2 separate regions of the Mus musculus genome follow, and region 1 is linked to region 2. The links are chromatin contacts, called in public HiChIP or PLAC-seq maps. All regions are on one chromosome and are shown on one strand. Each heading gives the region's core, a stretch centred on a gene start, on an enhancer-like site or on the middle of the called end of the contact. The rest is flanking DNA. Distances are from core to core; before and after follow the strand shown.

What was found. HiChIP or PLAC-seq counts read pairs in DNA pulled down with a chosen protein or histone mark.
Region 1: a contact with region 2 is called in a BATF HiChIP or PLAC-seq map of CD8 T cells, with 15 read pairs. The contact joins the promoter of Ifng here to the enhancer-like site in region 2. A contact is called at or near these places in 1 of 15 datasets of contacts at CTCF or cohesin (CD8 T cells), 2 of 484 Hi-C or Micro-C datasets (CD4 T cells and Th1 cells), 2 of 115 datasets of contacts at active chromatin or transcription factors (CD8 T cells and effector CD8 T cells) and 1 of 9 other capture datasets (adipose tissue).

Annotation. Positions count from the first base shown.
Region 1 is chr10:118,437,700-118,443,052 of GRCm38.p6, reverse strand. Ifng (interferon gamma) reads right to left here and starts at 2,007. Exons shown (of 4, transcript NM_008337.4): 1 at 1,788-2,007; 2 at 528-593; 3 at 258-440. The coding sequence starts at 1,898.
Region 2 is chr10:118,384,158-118,389,300 of GRCm38.p6, reverse strand. No RefSeq gene overlaps it. Among named protein-coding and RNA genes, the nearest start is that of Ifng, 54 kb to the left of the region's middle. Within about 2 kb of position 2,355, at least 3 of the 459 cell types and tissues checked have an H3K27ac peak or open chromatin away from gene starts, as enhancers often do. A contact at or near this core is called in CD8 T cells, where this site is marked.

The DNA of each region.
Region 1 (5,353 bases), core at 758-3,257, 54 kb before region 2:
CTCAATGCTCCCCTATTCTGCCTCCTCCTCAGTGCATTTACCCAGCATGTGGGCAATAGTTTGATTGTCTGTGTTTTTCCAAAATTGACACACACACAAAAAAAAGTCCTCCCAATCTGTCTGCAGTGGGGAAACATGAGATCCTGCTTCACCTCCTAGCTTTATCAGCTGATGAGTAGTTAGTTTCTACCGCTTGATAATTAGAGACAATGAAAAATAAAAAGCCAACAATACAGCAACTTGCAATGCCGTCTCACCTCAAACTTGGCAATACTCATGAATGCATCCTTTTTCGCCTTGCTGTTGCTGAAGAAGGTAGTAATCAGGTGTGATTCAATGACGCTTATGTTGTTGCTGATGGCCTGATTGTCTTTCAAGACTTCAAAGAGTCTGAGGTAGAAAGAGATAATCTGGCTCTGCAGGATTTTCATGTCACCATCCTTGGGAAATAACACAAAGGGAGGATTTTAAGAAATGACCCATTAGAAACAACAGGGAAACTGGGAGAGGAGAAATATTCAACTCACCTTTTGCCAGTTCCTCCAGATATCCAAGAAGAGACTCTTTTCTTCCACATCTATGCCACTTGAGTTCTGAGGAAAAGAGAAAAAAAATTGATTTGTAATTATTTCACCAATTGCCCTGAAAATATCTATCAAGTTTTGTTGAATTCAGTGCTGATAATGGTCACAGGTTTCCTTCTGGGCCCTTCCACTTACTTCTAACAACAAGTATCCCCTAAAAGACTGCATGTAGCCAAACACTGTTACTGTTACATTCTTTTAGCTGCAGGATGTACTGGCCCAGTCTTGAAACTGCAAGGCCACAAATAAACTCAACAAAGCTGACGAGGTTTCAAGTACCCTCAAGTAACCATAGTGAGCTAAAAAGAAACTTACTCTCAAATTAAGAAAGGGAGAGAGAAAATCATTAGAATCATCCCACTGTGCACACTGCCCCCTTATGGTCCAGGCCTCTGAAACATCAGTCTGTGCTGTAATAGGGCTTCATTGCTACTTTAAAAAATAGCTCCAAACACATACGGGAGGCAGCTTGATTTACACTGTGAGGAGAGGATTGACCGTAGATGCTTGAACATTATGCTAATAGCTATATGTATACTAGTATATACATTTGGGACAAATTATAAAATTCTAAGGATATAAAATTTGCTTCTGTTAACCATTAATTTAAAAAAAAAATCACAAAAGAGAAAATCCTGAAAACTCTGAGAAATATAGAGTCTCATTAAACCTCACCAAGCGGCTGGCTTTGATTCGATTGTAGTAGAATTTCAAAATTACTCCTCAGGGTAAAACAACTTCGGGGGAGGGGGGCATTTCTTAAACAGAAACATTAAGAACTTTGCCTCCCATTACTTTAAGTGATAAGCTGTTTCCCTGCGTAGTTTTGGTGGTAATATCCATCTCTCACTATCACTTTCAAGACGTCTGAAGGAATAAGAACCATTGAGGTAAGGATATTTTTTATCACAACTAAATGATAAGAAATCACAAAATCATCAGCATCTTTGTACCTTGGACCTATACTATGCCTATCTTTGGGAAGATTGGTAATTGCCCTCTAACTCCGTAGTAAGTTGGACAGAGGGTTAAATCGATATTGAGATCATTAAGTCAATAAACACCTCTCCAGCAAATAGCAACGTAGCACCCCATCTTCTCAAAATGACTGGGGACCAGAGACGGCAGCCTGGCGCTCACCGTAGCAAGTCAACATCAACCACGGTCAACCAACCACAAGCATTATTAAGAATTCATACTTACAAAATAGTTATTCAGACTTTCTAGGCTTTCAATGACTGTGCCGTGGCAGTAACAGCCAGAAACAGCCATGAGGAAGAGCTGCAAAGCCAAGATGCAGTGTGTAGCGTTCATTGTCTCAGAGCTAGGCCGCAGGAGGAGAAGCCCAGAACTTCTGTCTCAAGTCAGAGGGTCCAAAGGATCAGCTGATGTGTCTTCTCTAGGTCAGCCGATGGCAGCTATAGCCTGCACCTCTCTGGCTTCCAGTTTTATACCTGATCGAAGGCTCCTCGGGATTACGTATTTTCACAAGTTTTTTTTTGGTTTTTTTTTTTTTTTAAGATGGTGACAGATAGGTGGGGGGAGCTAAGTTACTTTGCATTACAGCTATGGTTTTGTGGCATGTTAGAGTTTCCTTTCGACTCCTTGGGCTCTCTGACGATGAGACAGCCCCGCTGTGCCCACCTGTGCCATTCTTGTGGGATTCTCTGAAAGCACTTTTACTTCACACCATTTGGGGTGGGGGCTGGAAATTGCTTTTACGTCTCCCCCTTTTTGCCCTTGTAATGTGAATTTCTCATCCACAGAGCACAGCACAGGGAGCCTTTGTTTGTGGTTGGGGACGGCTGAATAAAAGGAAACTCTTGGGCTTCTCAAACCATGAGGAAACTCTTGGGCTTCTCAAACCATGCAATGGGGGAAGCCTTTTCAAACTTTTCTTGCAAATGACCAGAAAAGCAAGGAAAGGGTATGGTTAAAAAGCCAATGTGGTGAGGAAGCCCTTCAATGGAGGTGATTAGTAAAATACCTACTACAAATCACTCAGGGTCAACGTGCCCAGAAAGAAGAAAAGGCAGACCACATAGGTAAAATAAAATCATCTAGTTCCTCCATTAATAAAAGGGAAAAAATGCAAAATGAAATAAAAGTAAAAATGCAAGAATACTTCATTAGATATTGTATTTCACTCAACACACCCAAGGTATCAATGTGTATCAAGATTTATGATGAATAAGAGTTTCAATTCCTCTGCCACTAAATATTTAAAGCCTAGTGGCTATCCTATATACACAGCAGAAATCACTTCAGGATTAGCCATGTTTCTAACTCTCATACCCACATGTGGCTAAGGCTATCCCAATGACTAGTCCAGCACTAGACACACACTTGTCCCAAATAAGGATTAATAACTGAAAATTGTTTCCCCCATCAAGTTCAAACACTAAAAGTTTCCTTCTCTGTCTTTGGTAACTTATCTATGAAATTCGATCCTTGAGGATGGGGCAGGAGGCCCTCTGCTCTTCAGTGCCAGCCCACGTGTATTCATCCCTGCCTTTCCTGTATTCATTAACATTACACAGTGGCTATGGGTGCAGACTTGAACCATTCATATTCTAGCCTCGGGGTCTTGAGTCAGCATCTTTATGATCTGTGACTCAGTTTCCACATTTATACAGTGAGCTTAACACTAGCATTTTCTTCCGGACTTCAGCCAAAGGCTCAACCAAATGCTCCATGGAAAGTTGAGAGAATTCTTCCCGGCATTCCTAGTGGCTCAATTAAAACTTGATGGTTATTTGGCAATGTCAGATGTTTAACAACGCTATGCAGCTTGTTCGTGCAGTTCCTTTGGCCATGTGCCCCCTTTCCCTCATCTGAGCATCTCAGAGTGGTACCCAGTTATCTTGACCCAGATGCAAACCATCCTCTGTTTTGGTTCTCCCCCAAGCCTCCAGCTTCAAATCAGACTTTATCCTCTGGGCAGGGCTAGCACTTTGTTTCTATGCTTCATGGGTTCTCAATTTCCCCAGTCTCATATACGAGGTAACTATGCATGCCCCCTACCCCCATCCCAGTGCCCACTAATTTCCTTAAAACCAGAAAGTGTTTCATTGCTTCTGTGACACAATTTATTTCCCTCAAATACATAAGCATAAAGATTTATACACAAACAACACACACACACACACAAATATTCATTTGAATGTTTACCTAAGAATCTCTGTTTTGACAGTCAGGAACATCTCTTGGTTGGTAGAGTGCTTGTATAAAAACCCTGACTTAAAATAGGCATGAAATACAGATGGAAACAGAGGTAAGATGATCATGAGTGCGAGGTCACCTTCTGCTGCTGGAGACTTGAAGGCCAGTTTAAGAATCATGAGAATCTGTCTTAAAAAAAAAATCTAGCAGGGTCGTGGTAACTCATACCTTTAATCCCAGCACTCAGGTGACAGAAGCCAGCAATCTCTGTGAATTTGAGGTTATCCTGGTCTACAGAGTGAGTTCCAGGATAACCAGAGCTACACAGTGAAACCCTTTCTGGGGGGGGGGGGGAATCTAGTTTGAGTTATTGCCCTCAAGTTTTTTAACAGTTCCAATGCTATTCCTTCTAGTTTGAAGGAAATCAGCTTTTTTATTAAATGTAATTTACCATTAATGCTAGAAAATGGTGTGGTCTCGTTAGCTAACACCTGATGACGGGGACCGTTCTATGTTCTCTATTAATTTTTTAAAAGTGATATTTGCACTACCAACCTCAGTAGGAGAGTGTTCCCCTTGCTCCACACCAGTGTGAGCTGTCACGTGTCTTATTGATCTTAGACATTCTGACAGATGTAAGATGGGATCTCAGAGAAGTTTTGAATTGCATTTCCCTAATGGCTAAGGATGTTAAACATTGAAGTGTTTCTCAGCCATGTGACTTTTCACTATGGAGAATTCTCTGTTGAGATCTGTGTCCCATTTTTAACTGAGATATTTGGTAGCAATGGAATGACTTCTAATGGCACATTCTGCTACGCTTGGAAATTAGTGTCTTGCTCATCCATCATCAAAGAAGTGTTCTTTTGCACCAGGTGGGAACAAATACCGGGACCACGACCAGACAAATGGAGAGAGAGAAACAAACAGTTCTACATCGGATGCCACCATTAAGTCAGAGCTCAGGGAACCCCAGAGAAGAGGAGGCAGAAGGAATGTAAGAACCAGAGGGCATGGAGGACCTCAAGAGAATAGAACCCTCTAAACCAACATGAGCAAAGCACATACAAGCTCACAGAGACTGAGGTAGCCTGCATGAGGCCTGCATGGGTCTGGGACAGGTCTTCTGCGTATATATATTATAGCTTTCAGTTTAGTATTTTTATTGAGTGTCTCTCTGATTCTTGTGACTCCTCTTGGGGCTCTTCTCTTTCTGTTGGTTTGTCTTGCCCAATTTTTTTCCAATTTTTTATTAGGTATTTTCTTCGTTTACATTTCAAATGCTATCCTGAAAGTCCCCTATGCCACCCCCTGCTCCCCTACCTACCCTCTCCCACTTCTTGGCCCTGGTGTTCCCCTGTACTGGGGCATATAAAGTTTGCATGACCAATGGGCCTCTCTTTCCACTGATGGCTGACTAGGCCATCTTCTGCTATATATGCAGCTAGAAACACGAGCTCTGGGGGTACTGGTTAGTTCATATTGTTTTTCCTCCTATAGGGCTGCAGACCCCTTCAGCTCCTTGGGTACTTTCTCTAGCTCCTCCATTGGGGGCCCTGTGATCCATCCTATAGATGACTGTGAGCATCCACTTCTGTATTTGCCAG
Region 2 (5,143 bases), core at 1,106-3,605:
CCACTGGCATTGCAGATAAAATGTTTCCATATTTATTGGGAACTAACATGTAAAATGGGGATGGGCTAGGAGAGGGGTGCTGAGAGGATCCAAGGGAAGGAAAAAAGTGGGTTGTCTCCTATAAGATCTGCTTAGCCCCCTGGGAATGGGGGGCAGAGAGTGAGGTAAGGCTGATGGGATATCAGAGATGGGGCTAGGAATAGAGGACTGGACAGCAGATTTGAGGATAAGAATGGGGGACTGGACTTGAGGGAATGGAAGGAGAATGATCTGCAGTTAGTCCACCTGGCTTTCTGTCAGGCATAGCCAGTGGGCTTTTAGGTGGTGCTAGTTGGAGTTGGGGGCTAAGATAGAGCAATGAAAGGAGGGGGAGAAACTAAGAGGGGAAGAGCTTTGTGATCCACAGAGATGGGGGCCATTCAGCAGTTGGTCTGCAGCAGAGCTGGGGGATGAGACTAGGAGATTTTATAAGAACCAAGGGGGAGTTAAAGATCTGCAGTTGGCCTCCCAGCTTCCCTAGCCAGAGTCTCAGATAAAATCTCTAACTTACTATGTTATGAAAGTCACATTGAAATCCATGGATGCAGAGAGTCTCATACTGTGAAAAGTCATGGTGTTCGGGTTTGCATCTCACACCAGAATCTTCTTTAGGAGACAACCCTCAGCCACCATTACAATTATTAGAAACCATTACTTCCTGGAAGGCTCTTCTCTGCCCTTAAACGGTAGCTGCCTATTAGGAAGTTATACCCATCTGAAGCCCATTCTCTTGCAACATGTACGTTCCAGCTCTAAACCTTAGCATACAGAGACACCTTGGTCCAGCGTCCACAGAACAGGTGTATTGCTTAGCATGCCTGGTGAGGAAGGAGAGGCCTTGACCTGTCTTGTAAAAAGTAAAGCCTTGCAGTAAGAGACATCTGTGACCAAGGTTGAGAGCATCACAATCATGAGGATATAAACGTAATTCCAAAGCACTTGTTCAGCCAAGATGAGATGCAAGATCTCACTACAATGCATCACTATGAATGCTTGCAGACTTCAGTTCCTCTGCACCAACCCCATATCACCAAGTTGGCCATCAACCAGACCTGAACCATTTTAGTTCCTAAATCATCTCCCAGTTTTATGTCTTCTTTTCCAGCCTTATGGCCACCCAGTTATTCCACTGGATGTTTTAAATGGATGTCTGGGTACCTCCTATGTAACAAGCTCTATGCTGAGCACTAACATAGTGGTGAGGGAGACTTATCTCCTTCATTTCTTGTATTCTGTTGGTGAGGCTTGCCACTGAGGTTCCTGTTTGTGATGGTTTGTATATGCTTGGCCCAGGGAGTGGCACTATTAGAAACTATGGCCTTGTTAAAGTAGGTGTGCCACTGTGGGTGTGGGCTTAAGACCCTCATCCTGGCTACTTGGAAATCAGTCTTCCACTAACAGCCTTCAGATGAAGATGTAGAACTCTCAGTTCTGCCTGCACCAAGCCTGCCTAGATGCTGCCATGTTTCCACCTTGATGGTAATGGACTGAACCTCTGAACCTGTAAGCCAGCCCCAATTAAATGTTGTCCTTATAAGAGTTGCCTTGGTCATGGTGTCTGCTCACAGCAGTAAACCCTAACTAAGACATTCTTCAAGTTCCTAAACTTTTCACTCCTCAGTTGAACATGTGTAACATGATGAACACTATTCTGCAAACATGTTACACAAGCGTCATAGAACCCTAGGGGTGGAAGGAGACATACTGACCTCGTACTAAATCTTGATGGTATGTTACCTCAGACTTTACCTCTTCACAAAATGTGTGCCATCTGGATCTCCTTGATTTTTCTGTGTTGCACTGTCTTCCTGGTTGCCTTCATATCCCTTCCACTCCCACTATGAAACTGTTACAAAGAAACTTTGGGTTTTAATTATTATGATGGCCATTGCCAGGATAGCACTAGTAGTAGACTGCAAACATTCCATGAGTATTCACAGAATTCACTGGCTTTCGTGCGAGTCTGGATCTCACAGGCACAGAGGAGGGCAGGCAGTCTTGTGGATTCTTGCAGGGTTCTGCCATTGCCAACCCCATCTGCATCTGCTTCTGGGTTCTCCCGATGCTCTCCTTGCTTCACCCAACCCGGCTTGCACTTTTTGCTCCTCACAGTGGGTTGCACATCTGCATAATCTAGAAGCTTCCTGCGATGATGGGAAGCACTTCCTTCAGCTTCCCCTGCTGTGTATATTCACACCAAAGCTGTATCACCGTGGCTACTGGACCAGGGATATACAAGGACAAGGGCCGTAGGACCTAGCTGATGTCCTCCGTCAAGGGCCACGGTCGTCAGAGCCATGGGATGACTGATAGGGTGAGTGGGGTCTGTTCACCATCTCTGGAAACAATGACAGGAAGCCTGAAACCAGTTTCAAACCTGAAGGTCGTGGCTTGACTTTTTCTAAACTGGCATCTGTGGGCAGGTTAAAATGGGCTGGTTCTAATTTTAATGTATTTCTAAGCCGGACCAGAATGAGGCAGAGGAAATTCATTAAAATGCAGTGTTTGCCAATATGCCAGTCAGGCTCTCCCCAGAAGCTTGTGAGATTCCCCCTCTGTGGAAAGCTTCGAGTGTGCTGCATCAGTAAGAACACCTCTATTTAGGTAGTCTATTTTTGAAACACCCCAAAAGTTGTAGGGAGGCAGGAGGAACTTTACCATTAATCATCTAACGTCCACATACTAAGTACTTCCTTGCTGGTGGCAAACGTATATTACTCAACATCACTGATATCCACAGACCTTAAGGAAAAAAAGGCTTCTAAAGAAGGATGTGTCACCGAGACAGGCCACTGACAGACCTATCTTAGCCACGTTGAAGACAGTTCTTAGAAAACACTGAGTACTCTCAACGTAGATCAAGGAGAGTCTGTGCCCCTTCTCCAGTTGCCAGCTCCTCTCACTATCTCTTCCCCCATCATGATTGTCTAGTAAGGAGATGGGTACCCCATATGAACTCCCCATAGATGTAATATGTGGGACCACTGTGCTTTGATAAAGAAGATGGAAGTAAGTAATTTTGGATTGTGAGACTAATTAAGGAAAGGTTGTTCCTAAATAAACAGAGAGAAATTTTGCCCAGGGTACCACAATGTTGCCTATAAACAGCAAGTACTTAGGGAATGCCTTGAGAAGTGAACTGGATGGATGGATGGATGGACAGAACATGAGAGCATATCTGCCCATGTGTTCTGACATGTGCCTATAACAGGGAAGCAGAGTCTCAAATGCCCAATATAGCCAGATTGAAATCCTCAGTTAGCTGAAGGGAGACCTGTGTGAATGAGGCTTGTAGATGCCTTGGAAACCATAGCACTTTTGTTTGGGTTGCCTCCATCTTCTCCTTATCACACAGCACTCAGAGAAAATCATCAAGGTTTAGCATCACCACACCCTGGAAGCTACTCTACAACAGCACACTATAATTTCCTTAGTTAAATGGGTAACAACCAGATCAGACAGGACATATTAGTTCATTTACTACTTGGAATGTTTCATTAGGAATGCATTGGCCTGGAAATGAAAACCAAATTGTGATTCAGGAGAAAAAAATCTTTTTATTTAATGTCAAAATATGTTAAGTTCACACACTAGGCATCATTAGAGGTCATCTGACCCTTAAGTAGACAATAATGAAGTCGATAGAACCCACTAAGTATAAATGACACCACATTATATCACAAAAATCTGACATGTTTCTTTAGTAGATTTTATGAGCTAAGTTGTTATATTGTTTCTATCAAATTTATACAGTGCCATAATGACCAGGATGGCAACATTCTTTGAACACACACAGAAAATGTACAAATTCGTGACAATCCCTTTAGCTCCAAAACCTTGCTGTGGCAACTTTGGAATCATCCGACATAGCAGTCAGTATCCTATGCAAAACTTTTTAAAGAAATAAATACATGGCTGTGAATTTATCTCTAGCGGCACTCATCATATGTCAGGGTTACTGTCAAATCGGTGTCCTTGGTTTCTTGGTTTACGGAAGGCTTTCTAAGAGCTCTTGATTCCAGAAGAATATTCAGTTTCACTGATACCTTTATAGATTCCTTTGTTTTCAACCTGTAGATAAAAGCAAGCTGAAAGGCCATAACCAACCTAAAGAAAGATGAAAAGCCATATCTAACCTCCATCCTCTGAGACCATCCTGATGACTGTAGTTCTAACTCTTCATCAGTAGATGGAGACTATTACAGAAACCCACAACAGGTCAAAATGCAGGGGGCACCGGTCATAGGATACCTGGTCCCAGTTTTTACGTTTTAAACACAACTCCTGTACTTAAAGATCAGGGAACAACACATCGTGTAAGATGGGACAGGAAGATTGGAAGAGCTGATAGCTGAAGATGGCCTAGTCGGCCATCATTGGGAAGAGAGGCCACTTGGTCTTGCAAACTTTATATGCCCCAGTACAGGGGAGCGCCAGGGCCAATAAGTGGGAGTGGGTGGGTAGAGGAGCAGGGTGTGGGGAGGGCTTAGGGGACTTTCAGGATAGCATTTGAAATGTAAATGAAGAAAATATCTAATAAAAATTGAAAGAAATAAAAAAGATTGGAAGAGCTGGAGATCCTGGAAGTTGGCTGCAAGATTGTGTCTTCTGTATATACCCATGAAATCTCAGGTATATGACTGCTTAATTAAGACCAAACAATGACACCAGTTGCCATGCCAAAGTGAATGGGGAGTACCTCAGAAGGCCTCACCCCCCAAACAAAGAGCTACAGGCAACTAATGAGCTGAGAAAGAAAATTAGTCTTCCCCAGGGATGAGCCCCTAATTGGTTATACAATACCAAGTGATCAGCCCTGAAAACATACACAGAAGCAAATGCTAAATGGACTCAGCAGGTTGCATCTGTATAATACATATATATATATATATATATATATATATATATATATATATATACATATATACATATAGTACATGTCATGTATAGATATATAATATATACATAAATACTATAGAGAGATACAAGATATATTGTATTAGTATATAATATATACATATGTGTATAATATATTCACGTATATATGTATACAGAACATAATAGTAATTAAAGAAAAAGAGGCCATGAATTTGATGGTGAATGG